Linked DNA regions of Rattus norvegicus: regions 1, 2 and 4 are each linked to region 3. A link is a contact called in public Hi-C data. All regions are on one chromosome and are shown on one strand. Each heading gives the region's core, a stretch centred on a gene start, on an enhancer-like site or on the middle of the called end of the contact. The rest is flanking DNA. Distances are from core to core; before and after follow the strand shown.

The links. A called contact is a pair of places that touch in the nucleus more often than the background predicts.
Region 1: a contact with region 3 is called in a Hi-C map of liver, with 4 times the contacts expected there. The contact joins the promoter of Bmt2 here to the enhancer-like site in region 3. A contact is called at or near these places in 4 of 12 Hi-C or Micro-C datasets (the A7r5 cell line, Schwann cells, kidney and 1 more).
Region 2: a Hi-C map of liver shows a contact between it and region 3, with 3 times the contacts expected there. The contact joins two enhancer-like sites. A contact is called at or near these places in 2 of 12 Hi-C or Micro-C datasets (the A7r5 cell line and liver).
Region 4: a Hi-C map of liver shows a contact between it and region 3, with 3 times the contacts expected there. The contact joins the promoter of Tmem168 here to the enhancer-like site in region 3. A contact is called at or near these places in 2 of 12 Hi-C or Micro-C datasets (the A7r5 cell line and liver).

Annotation. Positions count from the first base shown.
Region 1 is chr4:42,905,754-42,912,902 of GRCr8, reverse strand. Bmt2 (base methyltransferase of 25S rRNA 2 homolog) reads left to right here and starts at 1,357. Exons shown (of 5, transcript NM_001109221.3): 1 at 1,357-1,633. The coding sequence starts at 1,480.
Region 2 is chr4:42,264,934-42,272,020 of GRCr8, reverse strand. No RefSeq gene overlaps it. Among named protein-coding and RNA genes, the nearest start is that of Tmem106b, 26 kb to the left of the region's middle. Within about 2 kb of position 3,245, at least 33 of the 93 cell types and tissues checked have an H3K27ac peak or open chromatin away from gene starts, as enhancers often do. A contact at or near this core is called in liver, where this site is marked.
Region 3 is chr4:42,544,508-42,551,398 of GRCr8, reverse strand. No RefSeq gene overlaps it. Among named protein-coding and RNA genes, the nearest start is that of Tas2r7l, 12 kb to the right of the region's middle. Within about 2 kb of position 5,153, at least 7 of the 93 cell types and tissues checked have an H3K27ac peak or open chromatin away from gene starts, as enhancers often do. A contact at or near this core is called in kidney and liver, where this site is marked.
Region 4 is chr4:42,823,105-42,829,748 of GRCr8, reverse strand. Tmem168 (transmembrane protein 168) reads left to right here and starts at 4,895. Exons shown (of 5, transcript NM_001014054.1): 1 at 4,895-5,094.

The DNA of each region.
Region 1 (7,149 bases), core at 108-2,607, 370 kb before region 3:
TGAGCTGGAGAAAGTTTGGTGGTGGGGTGAGAACAGCAGAGAAGAGCCATGGACACTAAAATGTGTAACAGGTATTTGTGATGCTGATGAAGCCTGGAGGCCAACATGCACTTTGGGATACACCACAGATAACAATTTTACATCTGCAGAGGGTAAAAGAAATGGTTTCGTTTTGCAGAAGGGAATCAGCTTCACCAGTTCCTGAGGATTGTGTCTTTTTGTCTAACCAACAGAATTTGGGGAAACAGAGTTTCCATTGGACCTCACAGTAGCATAAAGAGAATGTTACTAAGATTACAAAGTTTGAAAGTTTAAATGCAACAATGTCTATACTATGTAATGTAACCAACAGCTGTAAAGTGGAGGTAGTGCACAATCAGCTACAATTCATTACCCGCTCTGCCTGCTGCATTTCCAGCAGCCTAGGTACCAGCACAGAGCGGAAGCAGCCTCTTTTTGGAGAACGGGCTTCCACTTTTCTTAAAGAAGTCAGCAATCACATCCCCTTAATAGTTTTGTGCACATATGAAAGGAGGTAGAAAAGGAGAGGCATTTACTAAATTCTGCATCCACCAGTGTACTGTCTAAAACAATGAGAGGCCACCTGAGCAGACTTTTTTGTGGGTTCTGAGATGATCTACAATCAGTGTAGGTTTTCCAGTAACCCATTGTTATGGTGAATACAGAAGTTTTACGGGAAGACAACATGGCCTTTCTGTGTTTATAACTTGATTGTCCCACATCTCCTATTATTTTTTAGGATCTTTCTTTCCCCCAATTCGTTGTCTTTAGTCCAGCAGCAGTATGCCAGGCATTAACCACGGTTAGCTAAGAGAATTACATCTGGATTTGGTAGTTTGACCTCTCCTTGACCCCAAAGAAGGCTTGCAAGTTTGGACTCCTTGAAAAGTAAAACCCAGCGCAGCAGTCAAGTTTTCAAAGGGTATCTAGTAGAAGGGAATTTTCATAGGTGCAACAGGGTGCAGCGGGAACTCAGGTAGATTGCGTCTTCTGGCGGCATCATACCAAAACTCACAGCGGCTTGGGAAGTTGGGAGACGTGCCAAAGCTGGACCGTACAATGAAGCTCAACTAGGCAAAAAAACTCTGGGGCGCAAGCGCACCCCACACCATAGGCCTCCTCCCCTAGGCAGCCCGGGCTCCTCCGCACAGCATCCGGGGCGTGGCCTGGCAAGGAGCCCAGTGCTTTCTCCGCCTCCTTCAGCTGCTCCTTCCCAAACAACCCGGCGCTCCGCCGCTGCCCTTTGCCCATTGGTCGTTGTCCCTTTCCATTTCCACCCAGCCCTCCGAAGTTCACCAATCACCTTGCGCTCTTGAGAAGACACCGCCCCCGAGGCCTTAGCTGTGGCTCCTCGGCCTCCTCCGGCTGCTGCCTCTGCTGCTGCCTCCTCCTTCCCCACCTCCTCCGTCCGGGGAGAGACCGCGGGGCCCGAGGGGCGGCGGCAGCGGCGGCAGCGCTATGGAGCCGGGGCCGGGTGGCCGAGGCGCAGCGCGCGGACAGCGGCCCCCGAACGCCGCGCAGCCCCGGGAGCAGGAGCGGAAGCTGGAGCAGGAGAAGCTGTCCGGGGTGGTGAAGAGCGTCCACCGGCGGCTCCGCAAGAAATACCGCGAAGGTAAACAGGCAGCGGGGGAGGGGAGGCGGGTCCCCCGGCTGGGTCAGCTCTTTCTAGCCTCACAGGCCACCATTGACATACACGGGGGCGGCACGTCTGCCCAGGCCGCGACCAGCCGGCCACGGGCTATCGGCTCCCGGAGCCCTAATGGGCAGTCGCCACCCGCCTAGGCCCTGTCCCCAGCGGTGGGCTGAGACCACTGTCATCGAGCACACACTCAGAGGGAGGGAGGGGCTTTCAGGTAAGACCCGAAGACAGGGGAAAAAATCCACGAAGGAGAGAGACTGGCAGGAGCGAAGCTGCCCCTCACTCTTCTGCGCTGGACCAGCCTGTTGTTCAGCCGGCTTGGCAACAGCCCCTCTTCCTCTTCGCTCCCTGGCAAGGCCGTGCTGAGGCCTCCCCTGCCTGGGCGTCCAGGGCTGCGAAGTCAGCAGGCCCAGCAGAAGATCTCAAGGTGCTTCACCGTGTTTTACGGGGAAGAAAGGGTGGCAGGTAGCTTCCCTCCACCGCAGCTCCATCTTCAAGTTTATGGAGGTAGTCCAGGAAGAGATCGGGGACAGGTTCTTAAAATACTGTACAGTTTTGAATTATCTCTAACCACAGTGACTCTGAAAGACACGGATGCCATTGAAGCTGGCCATAGGTACAGCCCCCTCCTTCATGGAGGCAGCTTTTCTGTCTTGCGCATTTGCCGGAACAATGTCTATAGTTGAATTTTATGAGTTATCCTGGCATTTTGTGAAGAAGGGCTTACAAACAAAGCAACTTTATAAGACTTGGAAGGTGATACTTTGCATTTTTCTTCATATGTTCAGGGGAAAAAAATTCTGCTGAGTGTTAAAATGGGCTACTTTCAGTGGATTTTTCTTTAGCTTAGTTGCAAAATGAAAACTCAGCAGGGTTCTAATGTCAGTCTTTTAACTAGTTAATAATTTAGATTAAAAGAAAAATTATGACAGTGAAGGAACAAAGACTTGTGAGATCATGTCACTTTTCAGTTACGTACACTTTTCAATTACTCTGAAAGTTCAGTCAAGTCTATCTTCCTTTGAGTGTCGTTGATGTGTTTTATTTTTAACACCATTCAAAGTTTCTTTCCTTGACAACTTAGCTGGCTTTTAATAGAGACCATTTGATATCCCCAAAGATGGCTAATAGCTATTGTTTGATAGGTACCAGTAGAAAAGCCTTGGCAAGCATATTAAGGTATTGAATTTTTTTTATTGAAAATACTTTAATTCCCAACCGCAATTCAATAAAATGAGTGGTTACCATAGCAACAGTTGCATCATTCTTGATAGTCACAAAATGCACTTACATAATGGCATTCTCTATTGGTTTTTATGTTGTTTGAAGAAATGAGGAAATAAGTGGACCCAATTTTCTTCAATTTATCATGTCATTTTGTACAAATTTATGGCACATCTTTTAAAAGAGAATGGCTAGTGTATAATTCGGATTCTATTCTTAACCTTTTTGTAATAATTTCATTGTTATTCATTATTCATTTATTCATAAACGAATAGGCTCCACTTAACACACTGCTAATGTGTCATTATCTCTTTAAGCTGCTGTTTATGCGTGCTTAGTCTCACATGTTTAAACATGTCTTTAAGCCTAAATTCTAGCTAGGAGGACACTTGGTTCACAATGAGGATTGATCCTTTGAAATACCCAGAATGGGAAGCAATGCATGGAGTTCAGAAACAAATGATCTGAGATGTCCTGGCAGTCTAAGCATTTGCATGAAGCAAATCTTTTGACATTTTAATGCCCTGAATTCCATCAATGACTTAGGTGTTTTACTTTCCGGGCATAGTATTGTACTGATGGTCTCCAGTCATAAATGTATTCTATAAGCTCATAACAGTTTTCTTACCAGGGAATACAGTAAAATTTCTCAACGTAAAACCTTGGAATGTCAGACTATAGGAAACCATAATTTTCATTAATGATTCTCAAACATGGCTGATCTTAAATTGTCTATATTTTTATCTCAGGTCTATAGTCTCTGCATCTCCATAAAGGACAGGACGCATACTAGGGAGATTTATTTAGTGTATATCCCAAATTTCATAATTTCAGTTTTATAGTTTAGTAAACTCAGTCCTAAAAAGATCAAAGTAACTTGGTGAAACTGAGGCAGTTTATCATTATTTTATGGGAAATGGACTGTCCGTCTCATCTCTCATCCTAGTATTGGTAACATAATGTTAGACTACAGAAGAAACGAAGATCAGGAAGTAACACTGAAAGTTGAGCAAGGAAAAAGGATCTAAGTTGATGGGTCTGGGCTGTCTATGGAAATGGAACAATGGAAGTGGGAATGGAAGTTTAGTATTTTTTCAGGGATATTCTGGTAATGAAAAATAGACTGGGGTAGAATGAAAAGGGAAACAGCAATTCCCGAAGAGTAAGAACACAAGTAAGGATAAAGAATATAGGGTAGAATAGAGTTTACCTTGTGTATGTTTCTGATTGTGGATTGGAAATGCCACAGAAAGAAAAGTGAAAACAGGACCTTTCTGCTATGATGGGTTTTTCCTCCATTGCTCTAATCTGTTCAGCTGGTAAGTGTTGACAGTGATGGGCAGCGTGGGTAGGAAGAGGGAACTACTGCGTTACGAAGGTGAGTAAGCATATCTAGGGCACTTGTGACCACTTTTTCACCCTGCTCCGTCTGACTGCCTGCCTTCTGTCACCACTCAAAGTGTAATGGTCAGTGTTTGAGATGGTACTATATATCTAAGTTACTAAAAGAAAATGTGAGGACAGTTCCTAGAATTGGTAATGAGGGGATATTTTGATGTCCAGCCATTTGTGGGTAAGAAATTTACAGATTGAGTTTATATGCAGGAAAATATGCTTACACAAATATGCTATATAGAATTTTGGAATTTGACTTCTCCAGCAACTTAAAATATTTTAACTTGATTGGAAGGTGTATAGACAGTTTATTTATAAGAAATACCTAGTTTAATTTTGTTTTCTAAGCAAGAACTTTGTTGATTAGTCAGGTTTACTTGTTCGGTGTATCTGACTAAGAACTAAACAGGAGCCATGTAGATTTTCAGTTTTGTTTTTGTTTTCTCTGTAGTTTTGGGGTGTGTGTGTGTGTGAGTGTGTGTGTGTGTGTGTGTGTGTGTGTGTGTGTGTGTGTGTGTTTCTGACTGTGCATGTACCTGTGTTGGCAAGAAGTCAACATCAGTTTTACCCATTTTGTTTTTTGAGTCAGGGGTCTCTTTCTGAACCTAGAGCTCACTAATTAGGGTAGACAGGCTGTCTTGAGATTGGTAAGATTGTAGTTGCTCTTGTATATGATGTTTGGAATCTGAACACATTGATGGAGATGTTTCTCCAGTTCTCACATCTTTTGTGGCCAACTATTGAGATGAGAAAATTGTGGGGGAAATGGTAACTTTAAATTAGAGATAATTTAAAACTAAAACCAAAACAGCCTTAAAATTAATAGAATTATAATACTGATGTTTTGCATGAAGTACAATATTTGAATTGTTTTAAAAATTAGGATCATGGATTGTTTTAACTTTCCTTTTCTTTCAGTATTCTCTCCATAGCTGTTTTAATAAATTGACCAAGTCTATGACCCAAAATACAGTTTGAACCACTTCTTTTTGTCTACTTTATTTTCAAGTGAGTTTTCACAGTTTTCATTTTTATGCTTTCCTCCTAGTTACTACTCATTATGATACAGAATCAGAAAAGTGTGTATGTATGCACACAGGCATATGAGAATCTTTGCTTGTTCACTAAAATATGCAGATTCTCCATCAAAAGTCTGGTTAACTTAGCCCTAGACATGTTTTGCAGAGGGGAAATGAAAGGATAATTCATTTAATATCTGTAACACTATATAATGATCATCACTAACAGGAACACTGATGCTGTTGATTAAGTGAAGAGCACACAGTAGGTGTGCAGTGTATATTACCTATTTGATTTTGTCATTGTGTGTCTGATGTATCTCTGCAAGGAAGGGGGTTATAGTTTAAAAAATTAATACAAAAGCATAAATATAAGTCCTTTGGTTATTTAACAAGCTAAAGCAAAAAACCAAGCAAAAACCCAAATGCTGTGGTCTCAGCCTTGGGTCCATTTTAAGTGACATCTTTGGAACTCTATAGGATATTTCTATGACACTTCAAAACACAGCATTCCATGAAGTGTGCAGTAGACAAAAAAGTCGGTGCTGAAGTGGAAGCACAGTAGGAAGTAATCTCGAGGAGGCGGGGTAGGTGGCTCTGGATGGTCGTCTGATTTAAAGTTGATAAAGACATAAGAAACTGTCATGATTGTGAGAAAAAAAAACCTAAGAATATTTTGAAGGGTAGACTAAGAAGTTTTCATAAAGGAAAGAGGAAAAGACAGCAATAATGTAAGGAGTTTGTGACTGGGAAAGTGTAGGCAGCTATTAAGCCTCCAGTTTAGAAATGTATTATATATGGTTGAGTCAGAGTGCTGTGAGAACAGGGCAGACAGGCAGATTGGCTTAGAGTAAGGATGGGGACAGTGCTTGAGAATGGATGTATTCTTTGGAAGTGGAAGCCTGGAAGCCTTCTATATGGAGGGCAGTACATAAACAAACAAATGCACTGCCAAGTGGAGGAGTGCCTGATGTGCTCAGTGGTGCTTGAAGCCAGGAGTAGGTAAGGGTGAGAGGAAAGAGTGGAGCTGTTCCAGAACACAGGGAGCAGAGTTTCCTCAGGGCTAGGTTGTAGCACTGCACAACTATACCTACTATTTAAGTACTCAAAGTGATAACGTAAAGTCTTCAAGAAAAGAGCCAATCATGATTATTACTTTCTTTAAGAAATTATGATTGGCTTTGATTCTCAACATTGGACTAAGTGCAGTGTTTTGTGTATATCCTGTTTGTGGCTTCCTCTATCTAATATGATGTTTTCTTATTCTTTAAATAATTACTTATTTATTTTATGTATGTGAGTACACAGTAGCTGTCTTCAGACACACCAGAAGAGGGCATCAGATTGCCTGTATCAGACACCACGTGGTTGCAGGGAATTGAACGCCAGACCTCTGGAAGAACAGTCAGTGTCCTTAACTGCTGAGCCTTCTCTCCAGCCCTAATGTCAGGTTTCTTATGCATTAGTGAGCATCACTATTATGTTAACTTTAAAATGCCAATTCTTAGGCCCCCCAGAAAGCAATTCTGTAAGTTGGATATGAGAACATGTTTAACTGTTTCTTGTCTGCTTCTGATGCAGGCAACTGTTTTACCCCTTTGTGGGGTGGGACACTGAACCAAGGCTATTTTGTTATAAACTAGACAGTTTGATGTAAAAGAATGAACCCATGTCTGGAGCTCTGATTGTGTTTTAAACTCATTCTTGTGTACCTATACAATGCTTCACTTCTAGGATAAAACCCTAGTATGAAGGAGGGACAGGTCAGTTGAGAAAGCTAAGTAGACTAGGGATTTTTTTACACTCAGTACTTTTGCTACACTGCTATGTAAAGAGTTATTTATTTTTAAG
Region 2 (7,087 bases), core at 1,996-4,495, 280 kb after region 3:
TAATTTGTCACAACGGGTCAACTTGGGACATATTATACATATCCATAGACAGAAAGAAAACACTACATGACATCGCTCATGAGAAAAGTGTAAAAGCTGATCTCATAGAAACTAAGAGTAGAATGGTTACCAAAGGCTAGGAAGCAGGGATGAGATGACAGAATGGAAGAAGCCCACTAGTGCACACAATCTTGCAGAAGACTGGTAGAATAGGTTCTGTCATCTACCACACAATAGGGTACTGTAGATTTCTAAATAGCTAGATAAGAAAAGTTTGGCTGTTGTGGGTGTTGAGATATGCGTGGCCCATGGGAAGTACTAATATTAGGAGGGTGGCCTTGTTCCAGGAAGTGTGTCACTGTGGCAGTGGGCTATGCTCAGGCTCTACCCATTATGAGCGCTAGCTTTCTCCTAGCTGCCTGAGGATACCATTCTGCCCTGGTTGCCTTCATTTCAGGATGTAGAACTCTCAGCTCCTTCTCCAGCTTCATGTCTGCCTGAAGGCTACCATACTTACTGCCTTGATGATAATGAATGGAGCCTTTGGATCTCTTAAGCCACCCTCAATTAGATGTTGTGTTTTTTATAAAAGTTGCCTTGCTCGTGGTGTCTCTTCACAGCAATAAAACCCTAGCTGAAATAAATGTTCTTACGAAGAAATGGTGACTATTTAAGGTCTCTGTAATTTCTAAATCTTAGTTCCTCTAACACCGTTTCCTCAAACATGTCTACAGAAGCCCCACATACACTATAGAAGGAAAAAGTGACTCAAGCGAGTAATTTTGCATTTATATAAAAGCACCATTCAGTAACAAGAGCATATGAATGCAAATAATTTTGTTTTGTCAAGGAACATGAAATGTCAAGGATGCATATAGTATATTCCATTTACATTCATTTTTAAAGCCAAAACAAATACATGGTATACAAATAGGAAAGTGATCACTCACCTCAGTTAGCAGGAGAAGTTGACATTCAAAAGAATTCTTGTGGACCTGTGCAAAAGTTCCTTATTTTGTTCTGCCTAGTAGTTATGGAGTTGAACATGACTATCCAAACTGACTGCACTGGCTGCTTAATATCTGAAATTTACGTTTGTATAAATTGTTTACAATGTATTATAATCTCCGTTCTTCTTTCTCACAGCATTATCTTCCACGTTGAATGTTCTGAGTTTTTTGCTTTGTTTTAATTTCTAAGTCTCAGTTCTTCAGACACTGTTTCCTTAGTGAGCTTCCACATTCACTATTATAGGGACCTGTTTGATACTGCTAACCTACAAACTCTTGTTAGTATTCAGAATCAGTTGCTTGGGTACTTTTTGTTTCCTTGTTCTTTGTTTTAACAGTTCATCCAGATTGCCCGGCTCTGATATTGTCTGTTGCTGTCACCTTCTTTGACCTTTGTTGTTCTTCTTACTTTCCTCGATTGTGGCTCTCTTACTCCTTTTGATCTTGCATAGCTGCATACTTTATGAACACTGAACTGAAATGTATGGACATTTAAATTCTTTTCTACCTTTTATGTATCTTTATCATAAAGACACTTCGAACAGCTCTGCTCCATGACACTGAAGACAGATGACATTTTCTTCTATTGTTTAAGACAGTATCCTATGTATATTCTAGGTTGTCCTGGAACTTACTATGTAGGTCAGGCTGGCTCAGACTTGATATGTCATACAGGCTGGCCTCTATTTTATTATCCTCATAACTCAGCCTCTGAAGTGCTAAGGTTACTGGCATGCAAAACCATACTTAATATACTGGGTTTGAAATAAACATTAACATTACATACTACAAACCTGAAAGAAATGACCTTTTTGAAAAATAGATTAAGGTGAAGAGATGGGTAATGAGCAGAGTTGATGCTGGTAATGTTTAAATAAATGCATTTTTCTTGTATACACTGATTTGATAATTATTGTGAAAAACTGTATAATCCAATATATGTAATTAATGTCATGAAAATTAATGTATAAATCTTCTCTTATAATTAACCATTTTCTAAACCTTTTTTAAGCTCTGGTGGAACCATTACTGATGCTATATGGTGTGCTAACTGACAGGAGCTAGCACAGCTATCTTCTGAGAGGCCCAACAAGCAAATGACCAAGACAGATGCAGATACCAATGGACTGAAGTTGGGGCCCCTGTGGTGGAACTAGGGAAAGGCTGGAAGAAGCTGAGGAGGAGGGTGACCCCATAGGAAGACCAGCAGCTCAACTAACCTGGACCCTGAAGATCCCTCAGACACTGATTCACCAACCAGGCAGCATATACCAGCTGATATGAAGTCCAACACACATGCAGCAGAGGTCTGCCAAGTCTGGATTCTGAGAGAAGCACCTAACCCGTTGGCAGGGTGCGTTAGGGAGGAGTGAATAGGGACATCCTCTTGGAGAGATAGAGGAGGAGGAATGGGATGAGGAACTACTGAAGGGCAGACCAAAAGGGGGATAATGAGTAGATTGCAAAAACAAAAACAAAAAAATAAGACTAAAGATTTAAAAAAAAGATTTGGTAGAACAAGGATACTGAGAGAAAATAGGAATTTCTATAACATATATAATTTAGGAACGGAAAATAAGTCTTAGTCTGAAAACGGACTTAGAAGATGCTGTGGAATACAGGAATAGAGGGATGAGACTCCTGTTCCACAGACTTGTGGGGATAATTTAACAAAAGTGTGCCCTTGTGGTCAGCTAGTGAAAATTATTGCAGCCCCACCTCCACCCCCATCCCGGGATCTTACTCTGGGTCATAGGCCAGAATGCTTACTAGGATGGATATGTATCAGGGTCATGATGCCATCTGCTAGGAAAGCATACAGCCAACTATGCCAGCAACGAGCAGGTTTAGAATTCTGCTCTTCTCTATGTGCCGTTCTTGGCACTGCCGTTCATTTCTGTTCCATTTTCAGCTTGGAATGTGCTCATCATCTTCTGACTATGCTCTCCCCCACTTCTTCTTTTTTTTTTTTTTTTTTACCAATTAATCATCTTTCCTAGCTAATGTCAGGTACCCAACAGGTCACCAGTTCTTTATTTTATTATTGTGAGAATTAATTGTCTCCGTGGAAGTGCATTTTCCCACACTTCTATGGATTTTCTTGAACTTTTTGTTAGATATAATTATTCCTATGATGTCAGCTGATCTATTTCCACTGACATATTTTGTAGAACTCATGGAGTACTTGGCAGAAGTACTGTGAGTCACAAATACTAAAGCAAACAAAACACAGAGAACATTTAACAGACTTTGGCACCAGTCAAGCAAGCCAAGAGGCATAATTTGCTGCTAGAGTGGACAACCCAGTGACTAATGGAAAATTACAGAGATCACTTCTAGCTTTGACATTCTGACAAGGTGAGAGTTTCACAAGAGATCAGGCATTAGTATGTAATAACCAGAGCACTCAGGCAGAAAAACAAGCCTTGGAAAAACAAGTGTCAGAAAGGTTCTGCCTATTTCATCATTCTATTCCTGTTTCCAGAATTTGACTGGAATAACCACTCAAGGTACATTTCTATAAACATGCCTTGTAGGACTTTTATTTAGCTTTTGTTTTGTTTTCAGTCAGGAATCTGTGAGAACTGTAGCAGTAAGTTTCCCGATTCCATTACATAAGGAAAACTTCTTACAGTAGATGCCAACGAACACAGAAACTTGCAGCTAGACAATGTAGAGTGAGAGACTGTGGAGTGATCAGCCCTAAATGGCACGTCTTATTAAATCCCTCCCTTCAAGGTTCAGGGTTTTATATGGAACGGGAGAGAGAAGGAGTCAAGAAGCCAAGCATGGTGGTTGTCTCTGATCCAAAACGGCCAACGCACATATGAGCTCATAGAGACGGTGACACAGCATGCATAAACCCTGCACAGGTTCAAACCAGATAAAATCTCACTTAGTAGTAGCACAAAGTTGCACCCTAGCCTCAAAGCTACTTACAATTGATACCTTCTAGGAAAGGGAACAGATTTTCTTCAGTGGAGTTTGACAAGGTATGTCAACCACACTCGAGGCTTTTTCCCAGGAATATAGCTGGACAACACGAAATGGACTCTTGAATCCATTTCTGTGAACATATCTAACTCAAGTCCTCACTCTTTAAATCAAGAATTAACAATGTGTTTCTATTTAATATTTTATGGTATAGACTATGCACCATTTAATTCTTCCTGGCCAAAATTCTGAAGTTCTTCAAATATGTTTTGTTCACATACAAATACTTTTCATTTTGATATTTCCCATTACAAAACAAGTCAAATACAGAGAACATAGGGAAGTACATACAATAGGAGATATTTCTAGGAAGAAAATACATTCTAAATTTTGAAGAATAATGAACAATTCACATTTTATTTTTCTGATTCTTAAATACTTTTGTTTACAGGAGAAAGCAGAATTTGACAGAGAGTTCAAGATTATCCAATAGGTAGTTATAATCTTAAGTATAATTTGTAATGAAATTTGCTGTTATGTGTACTTAGTCTTTATTGTTTCATGCTAATCAGTGGGTGGGGCTTAAGAATCATTCCAAAGTGTTTCCATCTGTTCACTAAACAAATGGTATTGAGCATTTTCTATGTGTTAAGCACCACTCTAGAAAAACAAGCATAAGCAATAATGGTCTTTATTCCAATGAGTTTACATATGTGGGGATGCAGGCACACTGATTAACGCAGAACATTGGCCTAAAAATGTCAACCAGTAGCGAGCTCACCAGAGCAATGAAAGTCAGGGCAAGAAATAAAAGAAGGATGAGTACATTACTATTTTATGTGAATCCCTGTGAGGTTCTTCACTGGTACTTCAGTAAAGAGCTGATGAAACGGAGGAGGCTGACACATGCTTCTCTGGAAAAGAACATCAAACAGAGGCATAGTAATGCTTCAGAGGTGGAGAATCAACATATTCCCCAGCCTGAGACTTAGAAAGAGCCTCCTGTATTTGAAGAATGAGTGGGGGGAGAGTAGTCAGAGCTGGTCTTGGAGCTTGTTTAGACAACCAGGGCTTGTGACCACTGGTTCAATGCAGTGGAAACCTTGGGAAGTTCAATCTGTGGAGTATTATGATCTGACTTAGACTTAAAATACTAGAGTGGTTCTTACGTAGCAGTTGGTATGTTCAGTTCTATTAGGTCATTTGCGCAAAGTGACTGTGGATGTATAGGGGCCGCAGACTGGGGACTTTCAGATAACCACTTCACTCTCAGAGCAGCCTCCAATCTGAATACAGTAAGGGGCCCAAGTTCTCAGTTACAGAGATGAAGGAAAATTAATTCTGCTAACAATTTAACACATTATTCAGAGCCACATTCCCAGCTCGAGAGCACAGTAAATATGGAGCAACTTTGCTGACATGTCTATTGAAGAATAAAACCTCAAGGAAGGAGCCAGATAAGCTGTGCTTGAATTCTTGACACAGTGATATGGCTTAGCTGCTAAGCTGTGGTAATACTTTTATGTTATAGGTGAAAGATGATATAGTTTCCATCAAAACCATAAGTAGATGTAGTTCATACAACAAGATAAAAATCATTTATAGTATAATGTTCAAGAACTATCAATGAAACTTTGTATATAGATTCCTTTTTATTCACATTTTTATAAAAGGTCTTAACTGTTACCTCTAAAGGCTAAATCTGATTTCTTAGATGAGAAAATCGTATTTGCCGAGTATAGATAAAATGTCTACTTATGAGCAAAGTAAATATAGCCCAAATAATTCCAGGTACCTAATGTAAGCCTATTGAAAAGGCTCAAGAGAGGAAGTGTACAGTGGTCAGGGAAGAGGATTGGGCTTGTTCTGGGTTTGTCCCATTTGTATTGATTATAACACAAGGCTAGTGGAAAACTGACTACATTTCTTTACCTTTGATCTATAAAGAGCACAGTCTAGCTCCATAAATGGAATATGAATGATTCCACAAAATGGTAAATGTTAATACACAGAGGAACACTCTGAACTCCTAAAGGAGTCAAATGAAGGATATTCTGTTTAGCAGGAGAGCCAACAGACCTCACAGCCTATCTCGGTGAGGAGTAGGGCAATCCCATGTAAACTTGTAATAGAATGTCACTCTCTTTCAGCTAAATTTCCTTCTATGAGACTCTTCTCTTTATTCACAATCCAGAAAGGGACCAGTAATAGGCGACCACAGTCCAGGAAATACCATGTACTCCTTGCTCTGTGGCCTTACTGAATGGTATACGAATTGTTTGTGAATGTAGTTAAAGTCAATCAGGGTTTATCATGCACTAGCCAGTGGTGGCAAGTGTGGACTAAGAAGTAACAATTGACCTCATCAGTTCACTACTAGGTTAGCTGCGGGTGTAAAGTGGGGTGCTGAGAGTTGGGGCTGTGATAATTCATTCTAGACGCTCTATGCATTTTCTTAGAGAACAGAAATGGCTCTGGACAATGTAGCTCTATGATGAAAATACACAGATAGATAAATGCCACTTTTGTTTCTATGGAATAAATATGCTTCATCAATCAGGAAAATGCTTGGTGTTCCTGGACAAAATACACTACGTAATGAATTAGGAAGATTTATATACCTGAAATTATTCAAAGCAGAGCAGTGTGTTTATTTTCACAAAGAGTTATTGTAAAGAAGTTGCAATCAATTAATTTAAAGCCCATGTTTATATACTAGTGTAATGAGATTCTCTAACAGAAACAGGACACAAAGAAGTGTTCTTCCCGGAAGCAGTGTGTTAGTGCCAGCACATTAACATCCAGAGGAGGACTCAAGTGTACAGTGAGTCTGTGTCTTTTTTTTGTTTTGTTTTGTTTTCTTTTTTTCTTTTTCTTTTTTTTTTATTAACTAGAGTATTTCTTATATACATTTCGAGTGTTATTCCCTTTCCCGGTATCCGGGCAAACATCCCCCTCTCCCCTCCCCTTCCTTATGGGTGTTCCCCTCCCGACCCTCCCCCCATTGCCGCCCTCCCCCCACCAGTAAGTTCACTGGGGGTTCAGTCTTAGCAGGACCCAGGGCTTCTCCTTCCACTGGTGCTCTTACTAGGATATTCATTGCTACCTATGAGGTCAGAGTCCAGGGTCAGTCCATGTATAGT
Region 3 (6,891 bases), core at 3,904-6,403:
CTTACTTCCTCCAAAAAGGCTGCACCTCCTATAGTGCAACTCCCTGTGGCTAAGCATTCAAACATATGAGTCTTTGGAGGCCATACCTATTCAAACTACCACAATACCTTTTAGGGAAGGGAAAACCAGTTTTTTTTCCAATGGAGTGACTTCACTGAGTATATCAACCATACTCCAGTGCAAGTCATGTGTCCAGGAGCAGTTGCTCAACATAAAATCAACTCCATGTTTTTGTTTTATTTTGCTTTGTCTCTTTGTTTTGATTTTGTGGTGCTTTTTAAGGAAGTGAAGTAGAAAGAACATGAAGTTAAGGGGGGGAGGCTTTGGGAGGACCTAAGGGAGGATAAGTAACATAGTCGAAATATATTGTGTGAAAACATATAAATAAATAAGTTGAAAGGGAAAGATGAAGACAAAAAATAACCACTCTCTGGTTTATACTGAGTTATGGGAATCGCATTAGCCCTGAAGTGTCCCACACCTTGACCTAGTAAGGTCCACTTATAAAAAAGTCACTCTTTTGAATGAGCCTTACAGAACAAACTTCTAGACCTTCAGAAGAAGAAGTGTTATATACTACGGTTCCTTATTTCAGTCAACATTCTCCTTTCCCATAGATTTTATACCCCAAGAAGTAGGTTGGTTTTTCCTAGTTAGACTATTAGTCCTCTACTCTTTGGGGCAAAGTGAAGACAGTTTGAGTTACATGATATGTGTTACAAGGAGGTTTTACACTGCCTCAAATTACAGATCTAGTCCCTTATGACTCTACTTACTAAGTTGCTATTATGTTATCAACATAAGAACCTAACAGCTATTAGGGTCTCAAAACAAGAAAAACACAAAAGTAGTCTCAATGAATACTAACAGGGACCTTGATATATAAGTGGAAGCAATTCTAGAGGGTCCCTCCCCACTCCTCCTACCTCCTGAGATTACCAGAGATCTGGGAGGTTAGAGACTCTCGGGACTCAAAGGAAGGGATCTTAGATGAAATGCTCAAGAGTAGGGAGAGGGAACCTCCAGTAGAAAGACAGGGCATAAAATGAAGGGATGGGGTTGTCATTCCACAGTCAAAAGCTCTGACCCACAACTGTTCCTGCCTGAAATGACTGCAGGAACAAAAATGGAGAAGAGCCTGAGGAAAAGGAGGTCCAGTGACAGGCCCAAATTGAGATCCAGCTCAGGGAGAGGTCCCATGGTCTGACACTATTACTGATGCTATGGTATGCTTACAGACAGGACCCTATCATGGCTGCCCTCCAAAAGACCCAATGAGCAGCTGAAAGAGTCAAATGCAGATATTTACACACAACCAATGGAAGAAGCTATTGATCTCTGTGATTGAATTAGAGTAAAACTCTAAGAAGTTTAGGAGGAGGGAGAGTCCATAGGAAGACTATTAGTCTCAACTAACCTGGACCTCCAAGATTGCTCAGACACTGAGCCACCAACCAGTCAGCAAACATGGGCTGATATGAGGCTCCTGATACATATACATCAGAGGATTGCCTGGTCTGGCCTCAGTGAGAGAAGACACACCTAAGCCTCAGGAGACTGAAGCCCCAGGGAGTAGAGAGGTCTGGAAGGGCGGGGGGGTGGTGGTGGTGGACACATCCTCTTGGGAATGAGGATGTGTGTGTGTGTGGGGGGAAGTCAGAGGGCAGACTGGGGTAGGAATAAAGGCTGGACTGTAAAAAATAAAATAAAGAATTTTTTTAAAAGTGGAAGCAAATTGATACAACATCAGGCAAGATATACTTGTCTAGTCAAGGTCTGTGGCACATGTCCACATTTAGTAACAGGAATTAGTAAGGCTCAGTAATGTGATTTCTATTTAGGTAGCTGGGAAAGGGTATAAAGGAAATATCTGCTCCTTACAGAACATAGCATAATGTTAAAAGTGCCTGGCTGCCTATAGATATGGGAGAAACAAGACTAATGTAACAGGGTGACTTCCAGTTTGGGGGAACGGATGCACCAAGCTTGGAGGCACCACTTTGGGGGTAGCATTATGTCATCCTGCTGAAAGTTTCCTGTACTTGTTCTCATAACTCCAGCAATATCTGCTGAAAGCTCTGTGGCAATCCCTCCTTGCAATCCCTGGCTTTGGTGGCTTTTGCTAACCTTACAGTTACCACTCTCAGGAGATCAGACTAACAGTGGCAACTCAATCACTCTGTAGAGGCAGAGCCAGGGTCTTGGGAAGGAAATTTTACCTATTGAGAGAAGCATAAAGTGCAGAACCATACCTAGGGGCAGCATCTTGGCTTTGTTAATTCCCCAAAGCACTTTTACAAGGAAAAGGTGAAAGGCAGACTGAGGCTAAGATTAAGTAATGGCTATTACTAAGCAAAGTTTCCTGCTAAGGAACTGAGCATTAACAAGTTGCTGCAAGAAACTGACCTGAGATTTGTATACCAGAGATACAGGTAAAGACTGAATTGTACATCAGGTACTATTGAGATGGGAGAGATTATGAACTAAAATTGAGCAAAACTACCATTCTCTTTAAAATAAATTGCAACCATGTTAATTGGATTCATCGACTAGAAAATAATTCACACTTTTATAGTAAATAAAACCTATCTTGCAAGGTGATGGAATGCCTCCAATAAGGTTGAATTCTATTAGATATACTATATAGAGTAGTTCCTCAAAAACGTCTAGAAGTGGGAGGAGATCTTTCAAGGTCATTTCCTCATCTCAGAGCAGGGCAGGCAGGGAAGGAACTTTCTAGGAACTCCATCCCACTACAGGGTCTACCCATCAGTCATTCTCCTAGCTCTGCTACCAGTTCCCTTCCTTCCACAGATGACAGTGGGTTTCTTTGGCCACCACTACCATTTTGAAGTCAGTTAACATTCTCGGATGTAGACTTCTCATCTGAAGACATAAACCTGAGTTAACAACCCCATTTCTTCCCCATGGTCATCATCTTGCAACCCAGGTACCTATCTTACCAGCAGCACCTCTGCTCTCGATCACCACCAAATTGATTTTCACTCTCTATTCACTAACCATCTCCTTATTATCCAGAGTAGAACTGCTCTCAATCCAGAGAGATGGAACCTTTACTTTGTGCTTGTGGAAGCCAATCTCTATTTCCTTGTAATGACAGTTCTCCCTGATAAGTGTTTGTACCTTGGAGACCTGGGCCACAGAAGATAAACTATCAGTGTGAAGGATGACAGAGCTACTGGTCATGTTGTCAGTTCCGTCTCCAGAGAGACTGCTGTGAAGATGAGCAACTGCATCGACAGGATCAGGCCTCAGTGGAAATCCCAGACAGTGAGGGCTCCGTGTGCTTCCTTGGTTGGCAGCATCTATAGGGATTGTCATGTCATAGCCACTTACCACTCTGCCCATGACTACTTTGTAAACACTGGAAGGTATTGTTTAGAGCTCATTTGGACCCTTGATTCCTAACTTTCTTCTACGGGCTTGTTTTGAGCTATAACAGTCATTCTCAACTTTCCTACAGGACCCTTTAATACACTTCCTCACGTTGTTATGGCTCTCAGCCATTAAATTATTTTGTTGTTACTTTATAACTATAATTTTGCTACTATTATGAGTCATAATGTAAATACTTGTTATGCAGGCTATCTGATATGTAACGTCTGTGAAAGGGGGTTTGTGACCCACAGGTTGAGAACCACTGATGTGTATCTTTTCGTTGCTGCAAACCTTAAGAATTAATTGAATATAATTGATGAATACCGTCAGTCCTCCTCACTAATTATCAAACCCCAGGGTGACCCTTCCCCACTCTTCAAACTTGAAATTAATCATAAGCCTCTCAACAGGCTTTTAGCCTTATGCTTACTGTTTTTCTGTCTAATCTTGGCAACTCTCCTGTCCATCCAAAACAATTATTTTTAGTGTAGCACAGGCCTTAGCTTGAATGTCTTCTGTAAAGACTTGTGATGATTCCTCCTGGCCTAAAGGATCTGCTTCCTAGGCACCACTACCACCTTCCTGTCTAGGCTCATCCCTTACCAATTCCTCCCATACTTGAAGAACAGTTATTCTGAGCTCCATCTAGTTGCTTCCCTGCAATTCATCCCTAGACTGGAGGAATGGACCTGTTTTATTCCTTCTGCCTGGAACACCTCTATTTCATGCAGGTAGATTCTATAAATCCTTTAGCTCCACATATTCCACAACACCTTACTGTTTTGCGCAGCTAGCTTTCACACTACCTATTTTGCAGCATATTGAGTTTTCCAGAGATGGCTGCAACCTCTCTCATTAAACATATTCTTTGGAGTCCTCAGCTGCCGATGGATTCAGTTTTCACGTTGTGAAGAAGCTCAGGTCTTATGGAGAGGCCATGTGTAGGTGCTGCAGCTGATAGTCTCTGCCCAGGTGCCAGACTTGTGTGTTGGGCCACCTCCCACAATTCCATTCCCCAGCCATTTGAGTGTTTCTGGCAGGGATCCCAGACACTGCCTCAGAGAACTGACCTCAATGTGCTTTTCACAAATCTCTGATCCACAAGGCATTTGAGCATAACTAGGAGGTGAAATCACTCCCAAGGCCTATTATTGCACAGCAACAGTAATTTATAGACTTTCCTTGATTACCCAGGTGTTGATTAGCCTCCCGTTCTCTGGATTCCCATGGTATCTTGAGCATCTCCCATCTGAACTCTCCTCTCTGAACTGTCTTCACAGCTTACTCATTTCTCCCTCACACTAGCTGTTCACTCTGAGGTCATACTCATCTCCTGTACCTGCGTGTTCTCAGTACTTTGCAGAATGTCAGGCATAAAAATAACTGTCCGACAAGGACTTGCTAAAAGCATCAGCATGGCAGGAATATTCTCATCCAGCTTGCTCTTTATATAGGAGAGTGCCGCTGGGTGATGCAAGGGTTAGCACATACCTAAGCTTTGTTCTATTGCATTGTTCTATTGTAAAATAGGTTTCAGTCTCTGAATTTTTTATGAAAGCAAGACAATGTCTGCACTGGAAGAACTACCCAGACAACAGGAAGGTTAAGAGGCCTAGGATATGCTTGAAGTAGCAATGATACTAGGGAATTTAGACTACAGAGGGACTCACTAATCGAAACAGTATCTAACTGACCTTTATCTAAGGCAAGGAATTAATTATTAACCACACAGCCTGACCCAAACCTGCTGAGGCAAGAGTTGAATTCAGATTTCAACAGAGGCCTTTATGACGCGCAAAAGATCCAGGGAAAAGGGTAAGGGTATGATCCAGAGGGTTGAAGACAAGATCAATGAATAACGAAAAAATGGAGGCTGTTTATGGAGAAATCAACCCTTTCTTCAGGCAAACTAGACAGAAATGGAAGCACTATAATGCCTTGGTCAAATAGAAGTCTAAAAATAATACTTAACTGCGTTTCCTGATTAGAACTACAGATAATGACTGACAATTGGGTTTTGTTAGATGAAAAACAAGGATTTCTCTCAATACAACATTTAAATGAAGCAGACAAAGGAGACTGAGATTCAGATTAAGATGTTCCCCAAACAGAAAGTAGAGACCTAATAAGAACTATTCTGTCAGAAAAGAATACTTTTGAGACGCTCTTTTGTCCTACACTGAATTTTCTTTCTTGAAGTATTAATATATAAAGACATTGTTAACAAAATAACAAATTCTGACAAGTAGATGAGTGTCTTCATAGAAAGCCATTTTGTGGTCAGAAGCCAGGGCCCTTACAAGGTTCACAATGAGTCTTTAAAGAGTAAAATACCAAATTGCAATGAATTCTGCCATGCCATGCTAAATGCTTTGATAATGTAGAATTAAATAAGGGAGAGATATACAAAAAGCATGAAACCTACAGAAAGTAAACATATTCATGATATAAAATCCATATCCATTTTAGTTGTGTTTTTCAGGGTCTGGAAATGATTTTTCTGAAATTTGAAAACTTTTGACTGTTTTATGAGGAACCTAAGTATTCCATCAAATGCAATCTCATACTTTCGCAGCAAAACCCAAATTCTGTTGAACCGATATGTGGTATGGTATAGAGTCATTTTCTATAGCAATTTCAATTCTTTTTACTTAAATTTCTTTCTCTACCTGCCAACATGGCTGAGAATCAAGACCATAGTAAAATCCTGCCACCTAGTGACAAAAATTGTCATTTTTAAACAGTTTTTATTTTTCCATTAATTTACTCACTGTACATCTTGATTGAAGTTCCCCTCCTCCCTGTTTCCCTTCACACAGTCCCTCATCCATCCCCTTCCCTTCTTCTCTGAGAAGGGAGAGGATCCCCCAAGGTACCAACCCACCCCACCTTCACTGAAAGATTAGGCACATCCTTTTCCACTGAGGCCAGACAAGGCAGTCTAGTTACTGGTACGGGATTCACATACAAGCAAGAGTCAGACGGAGCCCCTATTCCAGTTGTTGAATCACCCACATGAAAGCCAAGCTGCACATCTGCTGCATATGTGCAGGGTGGGGCATAGGTTTAGCAAATGCATGCTGTTTGGCTGATGATTCAGTCTCTGAGATGGGGAAGGCTCCATGGTGTCTATGAGGGTGACTCTAGCTGAGTCTCCAAGCAGTTGGGGATATGGAGCTTGAAGTGGTCACCTTCTATAGCAAGGCAGGACTCCCTGTGGATGGATAAGGGCACCAGCCCACCCCAAAAACCTTTAACCCATAATTTGTCCTGCCTTCAAGAAGTGCAGGAACGAAGATGAAACAGAGACCGAGGAATTGGCCAACCAGTAACTGGCCCAACTTGAGACCCATCCCATAGGCAAGAACCAATCCCTGACACTGTCAATGACACTTTGTTATGCCCATAGACAGGAGCCTAGCATAACTGTTCTCTGAGAGCCTCCACAAAGCAGCTGATTGACACAGATACAGATACCCACAGCTAAACATT
Region 4 (6,644 bases), core at 3,646-6,145, 280 kb before region 3:
GGCTATACACAAATTCTTATCCGAAAGGAGACATGAAACATTGCTCAAATAGGACTTTGTGGAAGTCCTAAAAGTTGTCTAGATGCATGGAATTATTCTGAAAACAGTCATGGTGCTGGCAGAAGATTTACAAACAGTTTTTAAGAAATGAATTTGCTTGATATGTAAATGTTTATTTTATGGTTTTTAAAAATATTTTTTATTCAGTATATTTCAATCACATCCCCCCCCCCCCCCTTCAAGTCATTCTAGAGTCTCCCTATCTACCCAATCCAATGTTGGTTCTTTATCTCACCTCTCAACAAAATAACAGCAAATCAAAGAACATTCCTCTACATACACTATAATAACCTCCAAACAAAATCAAAGCAAACAGGCAAAACACTAATAAATAAGAAAGAAAAAAAACCTCCATGAGTTTGTTTGGTGTTGGCCTGCTATTGGGAATGTGTTTGCAGTGACGCTCCACTGCCAAACACTGATACACTGATCTTCCTTCTGCCAGTAGGTACCAGAAGCAAATAGCTTCTTGGTTAGGGGTGGGACTTGATGTCCATTTCCCCATCTCTGTGCTGAGACCCTGTCTGGCTTGTACCTGTGTGGGTCTTGTGAGTGCTGCCACAGTTTCTGTCAGTTTATCAGTACATCAGTATCGCTACATCTGGAAGACACTTTATTATCTTTGCTTTATAATCTTTCCACCTCCTCTTCCTCATAGACTCCCAAGCCTTGATTCTTGGGAAGGAAGAGCTGCTTTTGTGATGTGATAGTGAGGTACTTATCTTAAACACTTCCCACTTCCACAGAAAAACATGCCTTCGAAACCTTTATGTTAATTAATATAAAATCTGTAGTCAGATTTTTACATCATGACATTGATTCAGTATTTGTGCACCCAACTATTCAAATTAACCACCCTCGATTGTACAGATTAAAGATTTATGAACCATCAAATGCAAAATATTTTTAAAATATACAGAAATGATAACTAACATCGGGAAACAAGGTGACAAGTCATAAGTTCATTTTTGAGAAGGAAGAAGTCTGTTTCAAAGAGCTTTAGTACTGAGTGACACAAAACAGCCATTGCTATTTAAGTAGAAATAGCTGATTCAAGTAGAAAATAAATTTGCTAGAGGATATTTGGTAGCTCAAAGGACTTCTGGGGATCTAGGTCTAGAAATCCATAGACAGATACTACAGTCGGATAATTAGTACAGGAGGTCTATAACTGGCCACGATGCTATTCACAGACTGTTTAATAGCCTATAGAAGTGATCAAAAGGGAATAGTGGGGCTGTACTTGTCAAGCATGGGCACCTCAGATCTAATAATGAAAGTCAGATGCCACAACACCCATGCCCCTCACTACCATCCAAAGAGCTTAGCTCCATCCACTCCATTCCTGCACCTGAAGCTTTTCTAAGTCATCATCTCTCTGGTGGTACTCATGATTAAGTGAACAAATCTGTGGAGAGCGAAGGAAGTCCTGAGAGGATGTGTACTGTTAAAATGGTCATGGCCATGTCAAGAACCTCCATGCTTCAGACCCAGGGGAGTAGCCAGGCCTTCAGCAAGTCAGGCTTAGATGCTTGGAAATCCTCTGGTTCTAGTACAGATGGCTAAGAGCAATTGACCTTTAACTAAAATTAGTGTTTACAGAAATTACCAACCACAGCTTCCCCTTCTTGGATGACTACAACCTTAAACTATTCACCAACAGAGGCCATCTACTTAGATTAACTGCCTGGACTCCTCCAGTACACAATCAGTATACAGTAAGCCTGCTCCTTGTTCAGAGGTAGATAATAAATGCCCCAGCTCTCCAGGATGCCGTGCATTTCCATCAGAGCACGTGCCCTCCCTGATCCCGGCTTTTCTCTAAGTGTGTCTTTGTGTCTGTCCTTTCTTTATTCACTGACCACCCTGTCAAGTGTGAAAGCCAGGCAACTGAATAGTTTTTGTCATTTCAGCTTCAGCCACTGCACTCCTATGGTAGGAGCTTCTCCAAGGTGGGTTCAGATGGTGGCATAAAGCAAATAAAAGAAAAATGTTTAATATGTCCAAGGCAAGTTGAATTGGAAGTGAATACAGTATCGTTGAGTTAGGAAAGCCCAAAATGATAGATTTGGTAGTCTGGTTTGGAAGCAGGATTAAGCCTACAGGCAATCATTTCAGTTCATACGTGAAATCTGAATCCAAGAGACTGGTTCAATCTTATAGATGTAGCAGTTGTCCCAACCGCTTTAATACATTGCATTTATTAAATGAAAATGGTGAGATTCTCACTTTATTGGTGCTACCAGAAAATTTGGAGAACTCCATGTTGTGCCCCATTTGGTACCAGGGAAATTGGGATTCTTTCTTTGAGTTCTCAGTTTTAATAAAAAGGTTTCAAAGTGAATTCTGGAGTCCAAGGACAATTATCTTAAAGTCAGAGAGAAAGTAGGGCAGGCGGGGTTGGTAGCTTCTAGGAGGAAAGATATAGAGGAGACAGACAGAGAAAGCCATGCCACTAAAGTTAGGGGGACCTATTCAGGAATGGAGGTCAGCAACAGCCCATGGCAGAACTGAGCTACAGGAAAAAAAATGATGAGAGTTTCAGAGAAACAGGGAAAAACCCCAAATTGAGAGAATGCATGCTTAGGCTTTTGGCACTGTGTGAAAAGTAAGAAGAAGGAAAACCTCCTAACTCAGAAAAGCAGCTAAATCCCATGGCAGGGCTCTGCAGGAGCTGAGATTTCTGGGGAGGAAAAGCACTTTATCTCACTAAGAGGGTAATTATTCCTCCCATCGCCTTGGCATGCTGTTGTCCCGAGGGATGGTCCTTTGACCAGATAATAGGCAGGGCTTGCTTCACTGACTCCTAAGGGAGGAGACAGTGGGATGGAACGTTCCAACCTTAGGAGCATGGGATGGACGTTCCAACCTTAGGAGCAGGTCAAAAGTCAGGTCTCCAGCCAGGGTCAGGTGCACCTTCCATTCTCTTGACCAGGAGGAAACAGCTCTCGCTTCACGGGTTTCAACAGAGCTCTGGTGTCCTCAGTGGTCTCCAGGGTGACTATACCATTAAGAGGCATGGAAAACAAAACCCTTCAGATAACGCTAATATATATATATATATATATATATATATATATATATATATATAAAACTATCTATCTATCTATCTATCTATCTATCTATCTATCTATCTATCTAGTGTTGAGAGCTAGTGAGGGTCAGTAATATTTGATCCCCCCTTTCAAAAACATTAAAATGCTGACTATCAGGAACTATGTTAATGTAATTGTGAGAAAAAGTGGATGGGGTGGGGGGGCTACTTTTGAGGAAGTGAAAACAGGCTGCAGTACAGAGCTGGGGAGTGTGGGGGAGTTTGAACTGGAGTTTGTCTTTATATAAAACATTCTCTCTCTCTCTCTCTCTCTCTCTCTCTCTCTCTCTCTCTCCCCTCCCCCCTTCCTGGTCGTACTTGCTCTAAGCCAGAACGTCAGGCAAGCTAGGTAAGAACTCTACCACTGAGATAACACCCACATGCCCTATTTGAGGATTTTGAGCTTTATCTGAAAGGATAAGGCATTTTAAAGGTCGTAAGGTATTTTTAAAACACACATCCTCCCTAAATCCATAGAAGAACCTTGTTGGATAGATGCTATCAGTCTTTGTTTACACATGAGGACTAGGCCTTTGAAATGCTTTGACCTATATGAGGGCTGCAAGCAACTGGAAACAGAATCAGAAGGCAGGCAGAAACTTTTTAGAAAGAAAGGGTTTGTAGGAGAGGAAAGGGGTCTTCATGCTTTTTGCCTGGCCATATTCTATTCAGGCTTCACTCAGAACCTGCTTTTCGGGCTCAACTCTGTATTCCCTAGTAAAATCTAGTTTTTAACGAAGAATGCTATTAAGTCAGTTTAGCTTTCTTTCTTATCTCCCTGTTTTCTAGGTAACAAGTAGTAACCTTTGCTGTGTTAGCAACAATGATGTTATGCCTCTTATCTCCCTTAATGCTATTGTGATTCTCTATCGCTCAAGCTTCCCTATCCCCTGATCCCAGTCTTTAATTTCCCACTTCTACAAGCTCTCTTTTGAATTGAAGCCATTATCTCCTCTCCGTGGCAAGATGGATTTATAGCGGTCCCTACACTTATGGAGACTGTCTTAAATAAAGACCTCCTTAACGACATGTTCTTACAGGTATTGAATATTTTTAAAACTCATTTGTTAAGTGGAGGGGCACACTGTTCCCTTGTATACTCCCAATACAAGAGAAAGGTTTTGTTACCATTTCATAGATGGAGATACCAATTTCAACCCATAAGGCTGCTACTCCACAGTGAAATGCGGTTCTCAGCAGTATCACTATGTTAACTCAAGTGCCATCAGAGTGCAAATTTAAGTCATCTGTGGTGTTTGAAGGTCGCTTAGGACCAGGGACAGCTAGGGCTGTAGAATAAAAATGTTCAGGATGGGGATTAATGGCGAACTTAATTAGAAAAGCAGGCTGAGGCAAGAAGAGACAGGCTTTGAAGATTTGATGAGCATATGCAAAGCCATATATTATACCACCTATATGAAAGAGCCGCACGCCTTCTACATATATTTATAGTCCACTTGCAATTATCCCACTCTTGCTACCCCAGTTTCAGTCCATTCCTAAACTGTGACCTTGCTGCTTTTGAGGCCTGATCTTCGGTGGTGGTCTTCCGGTTCCCTGCTCTTGCTGCTAATAATGGGTAGGAGTTAATCCAGGCCCAGGGTGGGGCTGCTGGCTTTCCCCATAGCGTTTGTAGCACTTGCCTCCTCTAGGCTCGCTGCTGGGCGTGGAGAGCCACTGGGAGGCCGGGCCAGGGAAGGAAGCGCGCATCGCGCGTTGACCCTGACGGCGATCCGTAGCGCCAGCAGTCAGTGGCGGAAATATGGCGGCAGTGTCCGTATTAGAGAAAGTTTCTATCGAGGCCCTGTGGTGCTAGTGCGGGAGGCCTCAGGCTCAGGTCCCCACACCACCTCCAGGTTCTGACTTGGAGGCTTCGCGCCCTTTTGTTTTGTAAGCTTCGCAACGGACGGAGAGAGGCTCGGTGGCGACCACTGATTCAGGTAAGGGGCATCAGAGAGCCGCGGGGCGGCTGAGGTCTGGGGCGCCGCCCAGGGTCCGGCTGACCGGACCAGGCCCCGCCCCGTCGGCCTCCCGGTGGGCAAGATGCCAGCCTGGGACCGGCGACCGCGAAGGGAGGGCGTTCCTCGGTGTCCCTCGTTGCCCCGACCCGGGTGTCTCGTTGTGTCGCCTTGTCCCAGGGTTAAGGGGTAGCGAACAGCCAGGTCCCAGCCCCACTTCTCCATCTCTCCCTAGATAGAGGCCTAACGGGAGAAAAGTTACTATAGCTGTTCAAACGGGAGGCACTTAAAGAGTCCGAGTTGCCATTCTTATAGTTAAGAGGTGGCCTGAAAGAGTTACTAGCAGGAACTCAGAGAAACAAATGCAGTTCTCCAACTCTTGACTGCTTAGTGTTGTTCTTTAAGGTTTTGACACTTCCCCTAGCTGGAACAGAAATAGACTATTTCTGAAAGATTATGAAAGCAATACACTATGTTTTAAAGTCCATTGTCTTAGGACACGGGGAGGACACTTTTCTGTTTTGGAAGAAATTTGGTGAATTCAGTAAAGGTTGGAGTAAAGCTAGGAACAAACAAACCAAAAATTTCTGGAATCTCCCTTAACTACTAGTACTAGCTATGGCATATTAGAAAGCTGTTTATTTTATCTGCATTTCTTAAGTAGTTGTTTCTATTATTAGTCCTTCCCCCATCCCCCAATCTTAACAAATTGAATGTTAACTTGATACTGAGCACTCATTGTGGAAGACAGATCTCCCCCGAGATTTTGTGACCTAGTGAAGAATGCAGACGTTAAACAAATGGTGAAGAAAAAAGAGTAGTTTTACTTTTCCATTTCAGAGGGAATGGTCAAGAGGCGATTCTCCTAAGAAAATACTTTTAAGCCCAGACCTGAAGAGTTTGACAGATAAAGGGCAGATGGGAGGAAAAGGAGTGTGTCCAGAGAGGGCATGGCATTTATGTAGTTCATAATTGAAGTGTCAGTGTGCTTGGAATAAAAAGTGAGAAGAAGAGCAGTAACAGTTGGGGCAGTTATTCCTGCCCAGTTTGAAGTGCCCTATAAGGCACTGAAAGAGTTTAGACTGTAATTCCATGGCGGTGGAAAGCCATTAGAGAATTTGCATAGTGGAGAATAGCAAGGTAAAATTTGCTCTTAAAGCACACTTTATGTAAGAATGGCAGAAGTTGGTGGGGAAATTAAAAAAAAAGGGGGGGGGAAGACATTCAAGAATGAGGTTATTGTCACCAAAATTTAGGTGGTGATTTTGGGGATACAAAGTAGAAAAAAAATGTGAAAGAGATGCTTAAAAAAAAAGAAAAACCAAGAACTGGTGAGGATTAAGTCACGGGTGAAGAAATGTGGAAGAAGGTTAAAGAAGTAGATAGGATTGAAGGTTGGGGTACTACTGGGGTCAAACCCAGTGCCTACCAAATACTAAGCATGATTTCTGAGTTACAGCCACAGCCTGAGTTTTTTTTTTTTTTAATGGACTTTAGCAATGACTTGCTGATTGACTCTGTTGTGATCTGTT